Linked DNA regions of Anas platyrhynchos: region 1 is linked to region 2. The links are chromatin contacts, called in public Hi-C maps. All regions are on one chromosome and are shown on one strand. Each heading gives the region's core, a stretch centred on a gene start, on an enhancer-like site or on the middle of the called end of the contact. The rest is flanking DNA. Distances are from core to core; before and after follow the strand shown.

The links. A called contact is a pair of places that touch in the nucleus more often than the background predicts.
Region 1: a contact with region 2 is called in a Hi-C map of skeletal muscle, with 2.3 times the contacts expected there. The contact joins the promoter of EPHB3 here to the enhancer-like site in region 2. A contact is called at or near these places in 2 of 8 Hi-C or Micro-C datasets (skeletal muscle and subcutaneous adipose tissue).

Annotation. Positions count from the first base shown.
Region 1 is chr9:9,179,587-9,183,091 of IASCAAS_PekinDuck_T2T, reverse strand. It overlaps EPHB3 (EPH receptor B3), which reads right to left and starts at 1,281. Exons shown (of 15, transcript XM_072042297.1): 1 at 1,068-1,281. The coding sequence starts at 1,185.
Region 2 is chr9:9,087,226-9,090,555 of IASCAAS_PekinDuck_T2T, reverse strand. All of the region lies in intron 9 of SENP5 (SUMO specific peptidase 5), which reads right to left. Among named protein-coding and RNA genes, the nearest start is that of SENP5, 38 kb to the right of the region's middle. Within about 2 kb of position 1,780, at least 3 of the 8 cell types and tissues checked have an H3K27ac peak or open chromatin away from gene starts, as enhancers often do. A contact at or near this core is called in subcutaneous adipose tissue, where this site is marked.

The DNA of each region.
Region 1 (3,505 bases), core at 32-2,531, 93 kb before region 2:
ATGTTTTTTTTTTTTTTCCTTTTTTTTTTCCCACCCCTTTGCCAAAATAAAGAGAGAAAAAAAAAATAAAAATCAAATCCACTGGGTAGAGAGGGAGGGGGGGTGGGGGGGTGGAAGGAAAAGCAACACCCGTAAAGAGCCACCCCCAAAGTTTGTAGGGAGCCCAGCCCTGGGGGGCTCGCTGCCCCGAAATGGCAGCGGGGCAGGGCTCCCCTGCTCGCAGCAGCCCCCCAAACCCCTACCCAAAGATCGCAGCGGGTGAGGCGCAGCCCGAAGCCGCCTCCGAGCAGACAAAAGCGGGGTCCCCCCACCGCCGGGGCAGCCGGGCAGCTCCGGGGCTCGCCGCCGAACCGCGGAATTCTCCTTCCCGGAGAATTTTTTTTAATAATTATTATTTTTTTCTCCTCTCCTTTCCCTTCCCGGCCCGGGGCCTCCCTCAGCCCCCACCCCGCCACCTCCGGAGCTTGTGTTACCGGACACGGCGCAGACTTCGTGCCCAGCCAAACCCCCCCCCGGGGCCCCCTCCTCCGCCCCGGGACCCCGGAGCGGGGCCGTGCAGGGCCCCGGGGGCCAACCGGGACCTCAACCCGCGGCTGGGGGCCGAGGAACCGTCTTGATCCCGAGCTCTGGGCAGGGCAGGGGGGGTTCCCCCTTCCTCCCCCGGCTCCGGTAGGGATGCGCCACGCGTGGCCGCTCTCCCCGGTAGCCCCACGGCGGAGCCCGCGGGGTTAAACCGGCTACCGGGGGAAGGGATGGAGCCGGACACGGCGGCTCACGGCCACTCCTCCGGCGGCCCCGGCTCTTTTGGCCCGCCCGGGCGGCAGGGCTGAATTTTCCAGCCCTGGGAGAAACCGGGGGAAGGCGAAACGAGCGGGCAGGGCTCGGCGGGGCGTTCACTCTGGAACCTACCGAGGGCGGCGGAGCTTGGGGAGGGGGGGGGCTGGGAGCGGGGCTGCGGCGGCGGCAGCGAGCTCCGGGCGGGGACCTCGAAGCCGGAGCCGAGCGGAGGCGGCTCGGGGAAACCGAACGAGCCCGGGGGCACCCTGGGGGGGGGTCCCGGTACTCACCCTCGAGGGCTCGGCGGCCGGCGGGGAGCAGCAGGAGCAGCAGCAGGAGGGGGAGCAGCGGCGGCGGCGGCGGGGGGGCCCCCGGGCGGGCGGCAGCGGCAGCAGCAGCGGCGGCCATGGCGGGGGGCGGTGCGGGCGGCCCCGCCGGGCAGTCCCGAGCTCGGCGCCACGCGGGGCTCCTCTCGCCGCCGCGCCACGATCGCGCTCTGGCGCCGCCGCCGCCGCCGCCGCCGCTCAGCCGCGAGGGGCGGGGCCCGGCCGCCAATCAGCGCCCGCCCCTAGCAACCCGGCGGCCCTGGCGACGCCGAGCGCGGCGCTCATTGGCTGGAAGGGGGGGAGTGGGCGGGGCCCGGCGGAAAGATGAATGGAAGGGGTGGGAACGGAGCGAGGCCACGCCCACCGCCACGCCTCCTGGCCACGCCCACCCCAGCGCGGGAGGTGCAGGGCGGGGAGCGCGCCCCACCCAGCGGCCGCGCGCGGAACTGGTCCTTAAAGGGGCCGCGGCCCTGGAAGCAGGGGGGCTGCACCGAGCCCCCAGTGCGGGGCAGGGCGAGGGGTGGTGGCACTGAGGGTACCCGGGCACCCCCGGTGGCCTGTACCGCCAACCCATCCCGTCCCGTCGCATCCCATCCCATCTCACCCTAGCCCATCCCACGTACCCCATCCCATCCCAACCCATCCCATCCCACTCCACCCTATGATCCCCTTCTGTCCCTTCTGACCCCATCCCATCCCACATACCCCATCCCATCCTATCCCATCCCACGTACCCTATTCCGTCCATCCCATCCCATCCCAACCCAACCCAACCCACCCCATTCCATCCATCCCAACCCAACCCATCCCATCCCACTCCACCCTATGATCCCCTTCTGTTCTTTCTGACCCCATCCCATCCCATCCCATCCCATCCAATCGGTCTTTCTATGGTCCTTTCCCATCACATCCATCCCATGCTGCTGCATCCAATCCCAACCCGTCCCATTCCATGTACCTTAACCCTTTCCCATCCCATTCATCCCATCCATCCCATCCCATGCACCCCATCCCATCCCATCTCGCCCTATCCCATCCCATTCATCCCATCTCACCCTATCCCATCCCATCCATCCCATCCCATCCCATGTACCTCATCCATCCCATCCCATGTACCCCATCCCATCCCATCTCACCCTATCCCATCCCATTCATCCCATCCCATCCCATCCCATCCCAAACCATCTATCCCATCCCAACCCAACCCATCCCATCCCACTCCACCCTATGACCCCCTTCTGACCCCATCCCATCCCCATCACCCCATGACTCCCACCGCAGTGACACAGCTCACTCTTGGGGTCCTGGCCAGGGTGACAACACACACAGGACCCTGCCTGGATCCCCCATTTTCCACCTGTTTTCCCCCTTCCCCACCTCCCATGGGAAGCGGTTCCCCTGCTGACAGCCACAGGGAGGTTTTGGGGTCCTGTGTGGGGTTGCGACCTGTCCTGGCCCTCAGTGCCGAGAGGGAGAATTCACCACGAGGGGCTGCTTGGGGTTGGGGGACCACAAGGATGCGGGGCTGGACCTCTTGGGATGTGCTGCAGCCACCCCAACACCGCTGGGGCTGCTCCCCCCCGCACCTATATGTCCCCTCCTCAGATGTTCAGTGGTGCCCAAGTCCCTGATTTTGGGGCATTTTGGTGCTGCCAGTCCCCAGGGCGGCTGGGAGCTCTGTCTGTAGGGCAGCACGCAGCTGGGTGTGTCCCCCCCCCCACGGCACCGCCATCTGGGCAGCCCCCGGCACCATCTGCAGGCAGCACCTCGCTGCTCGCCACCCCGCCGCGGCGCTCCCTGCCCCAGAAACCTGCCCCAGAAACCCGCTGCAGCTCCCGGCCACCTTCCCTGCAGCTCCTGGTAGGAGTGGGATCTCGGGAGAGGGTTTCGGGGCCAGCCACGGCTGTACTTTGCCCTGTGCTCAGCCTCCAGCATGTCCCGTGTCCGTGTCCGTACCACCTCCTCCTCCTTTGGTGCAGAAGGATTTGGCTTCCCAAGCCCTGGCCATGTGCAGAGACCGAGCTGCAGACAATTTGGGGTGGCTGACCGATCCCAATTCCCTGGGGGCTGCAGGACCTGGGCTGACATCCCCACGGGGCTTGGCAGGGCGGCGAGTGCCAGGGCTGCTGCGGCACCCCGACATCCTGGGCATGGGGCCCAACGGGGCCAGCTGTGCCCTGGAGAGCTGGGCTGCTCACTTAAGGTAAAAAAGGGAGGAAAATGGCAAAGTTAGAGCCAAGAAGCAGAAGTTTCTGCTTTGGACACGGCGTCACTCGAGGAGATGAGCAGTGGAGAAGCAAGTGGCCAAGCCGGCACCGTTCCCCCGTGCGCTGGGAGCTGTGTCCGTGGGGAAGGGGGGCTACTGAGGGGCTACCGGGGGCCAGATGGAGGTGCCAAAAAAC
Region 2 (3,330 bases), core at 531-3,030:
TTTCAGCTTCGCTGAATTATTTTACGGCGTATCTCTGGCAGAAATCGAAAAATCTGTTTGCATCCAGCCCCTCAATTATTGCACCTCGCTCTCCGCCGTGCCAAAATGACATCTTAAGAACTGGCAGAAAGCTTCGCCTCTGCTTCTCCCGTGCACACAGGAAGGCTGCTCCTCCCCGCTCAAAGGTGTTGGGAGATTTTGCAGCTTGGGTCAAAGCATGTTAATAAAGCAGTTGAGTCTCCATATGGTATTTTGGCACTAAAATGTCAGCTGCTTTTCAGACACTGTACTTTAATCATTTCAGACAGGCCCCTTTTAAATGGTTTGTTTAGTTTGCTTAGAGAATAATATTTGTTATTTGGTTTTTGGAATGACTAATAAATGAACTGTCTTTGCTCAGGGAGAATAATGCCACTTAAGCAAAACCTAGTACTGCAGTTCAGAGCTATTTAATAAGAAATACCTGTCAGTGTCAGAATATATTTACTCTACATTAGCTTTGAAGAATTGCAGAATTAGTTTTCCCCTTGCTAAGTTTACTTTATGTAAAATGTAACACATGAACTGTGAATATGTGGACAGCAAACAGACTGTATCAATGAATTCATCCTCCCCCGGAAAATGCTGACAGTGGCAAGAGAAACACCTCCGAACAGACAGAACTGACACCATCAAAAGCGAAACGTGACAGCTGCCAAGGATCCTTAGCCTCCTGCCTCCCCTCGCCTGCTTAAGAATCGGAATCGAATCCAAGGAAACACGCTGTAGTCTATTTATCCTCTTGTTTAATCCAAGGGGGGAAAGCATCAGCATAATTAAACGCTTTTAACCTCTCGGTTTTGATAACTCGCGATCGGGAGGCAGCGGAGGAGCTCCGCGGGGAGCCGAGCCTCCCCGACCTGCCGCGGCTCGCTCAGCCTCGCCCCAACGCCGCCGCCTCGCCCGGCCTCGCGCCCGGCCTCCCTCCGAGGGACCCACGGATGGCCCCCAGGACAATTCCAGGTCCCGGCGGCATCTGCTGCTCACCCTGAGGCAGGAGAGGCGAGGCAGAGGTCTCGTCCCACCGCGCCGTGCCACCCCGCTCCTGGTACCGACGCGGCGACGCGCTCGCTTTCACCGCCCAGGCACCGTCGCCGGCTCTCCAGCCATCTGGGGCAGCAAGCGGCGAGGCTGATGGTCGGCTGCGTGGAGAAGCGAGTTATTTGCTTAGAAACTGTCTCTGTGGCATCTTGACCATCTGGAAAGAATATGGAAATGAGACTTGTAGCGAGATGGAGCTCCTCGGTTGATAAATTAACCAGGCATCTCCAGAAGTAGGCGCAGCCGATAGAAGGCTGCATTTCCAAGCACGTACCAGCTTGCACACACGTATGTAGGTGTGAGCGTATGCAATTTCCCATCTCGCCCACACGTCTGGGTACCTAAGTCACACTCCCGCAAAGCTGCCCAGGTTTCTAAGCAAATAAAGCAAAACTTTCAGCCGTAAAATTCATGTGCGCTGGAACGAGGGCCAGACGGGGCTGGGCTGTAAAGGACCGGCTGCGGGTCCAGCACTGCACAGAGAGCAGGGCTGTGAGCACCCCGCTGTCCTGCGGGGGCTGAGCATCACAACTAGGGTGTGAGTGTGCCCCCCAGCACCCTAAAGTCCCCCCGAGGCTATGGCAGCAAGCGAGAGCCTGGTACAGAGGGGAAACAAAGCATGCAGCCTGGCACAGACGCAGGAACCTCTCAGCTCTCGTGCCAGCCCCTTACTAACCAAAATATCATGCTAGGCTGAAGTGGAGCTGGCTTCCTCGAGCGTGACTCATAGCGTTTGCTGACTGCCAGGAGAGTTCCCAGGAACTGGGGGCAGTGGGACAGAAATTACAGTCGGCCTCTGAGCACGGTAATTTGTGCCAGAGTTCAGTGGCTCCCCAGATCACCCCAAGAGAGGACAATTAGGGCTGGCTTCAAGCCAGACGCAGGTTGCTGGGAGCAGAGCACAGAGCCCCAAGTTAAGCACTGAGAGGAGGCAGCCAGCAGACTTGAGAGAAGGAGGTTGTGAAATAAGCAAGGTCCCTGAAACAGGCATCCTGCCTTTCAAATGCAAATGCCATCCCAAGGAAGGTGTTTTGCTCTGCCAGCCTCTGAGTGCTGACTTTTGATCATCTGAGCGGAGAAAACGCACCCAGGAGTGCTGGCACAGAGAAAGGCCTCTGAGGGCTGGGCTCGGAGCAGAGCGATGGCACGGGGAGATGTGCTCCCAGCGGCACACATTGGGCAAAACGCTGCTTTGTGCGTGCCAAGGGACCACGTGCATCCGCATGCCTCTGCCATGCCAAAATGCACGCGGCAAAAGGCTACCTCCTGCTAAGGAAGTGCCAAATTTCCCCATGTAGGTGGTGCACCTGGTACCTGTTCTCCCCTCAATGCCACATACAACCAGCGATGTACAACAGGGGTCAGCTGCTCCATCGCCACCTTCCTGGTGTCCCAACAAGACATTTTGCCTGATGCAAAGGTGGACGGACATCTGGCTGTCCAGCTCTAACCTGAACTTCTCATACCATGAAACACCAACGTGGGATCTAGACAAAGCAACAGCCTACCTTGCCAGCCCTGTGACAACCCCTCCGGGGGCATGGCTGCTGCTGAATTCCCAAATCATTTCTGAGCTCCACGCAGTCTCGCTCCATCTCATGGGTTCAGCACCTTCCCCCCAGCCCAGCACCTTTTTCCCATCACCTGTGGTCTTTTAACTGGGAATTATGGGCACCGTGGAGTTGGAGGTTGTCTCTGGTTGAGCCTACCAGCACAGGGCAGGGACTCCTGGTGAGGGGTTGCTGTGCCCGAGCTGTGCCAGTGGCCAGCAGACGAGTGGCTCCTTCCTTGAAGGCTCAGCCGAGTCTGACAGTCTCCTTCATGCTGGCATTAGTGATTTCTGTGTGTTGAGGGACAGCAGAAGAGCAGCAGCCAAGCATCTGTCTCCTGAGCCCATGGTGCAGACTGTTGAAGTTTTTAATGCTTTTATTGTTTTGGCCTCTACACATAGGAATTGCCTCAAGCTCAGGTGTGCCCAGATGCCTCAGAGAAACGCATGGGACCTCAGAGTGAGATTTACTGGCCACAATATTATGTAAACATTTACATACCTTAAAGTCTGTGATTGTTTTTTCTTAATTGACTGAAAAAAGGCAATGCATTAAAGCAAAACCAAAAGCTGGGAAACCGTCAGACGATTTCAGGTACTTGCGGTGCCAGCAGCGCTCAATGCCAGAGCTGGCAGGGACTCAGCCCTCTGACAGCCGAGCTGAAGCTCTTTTCCTGTGCTCGTGAGTACACCCATAGCTC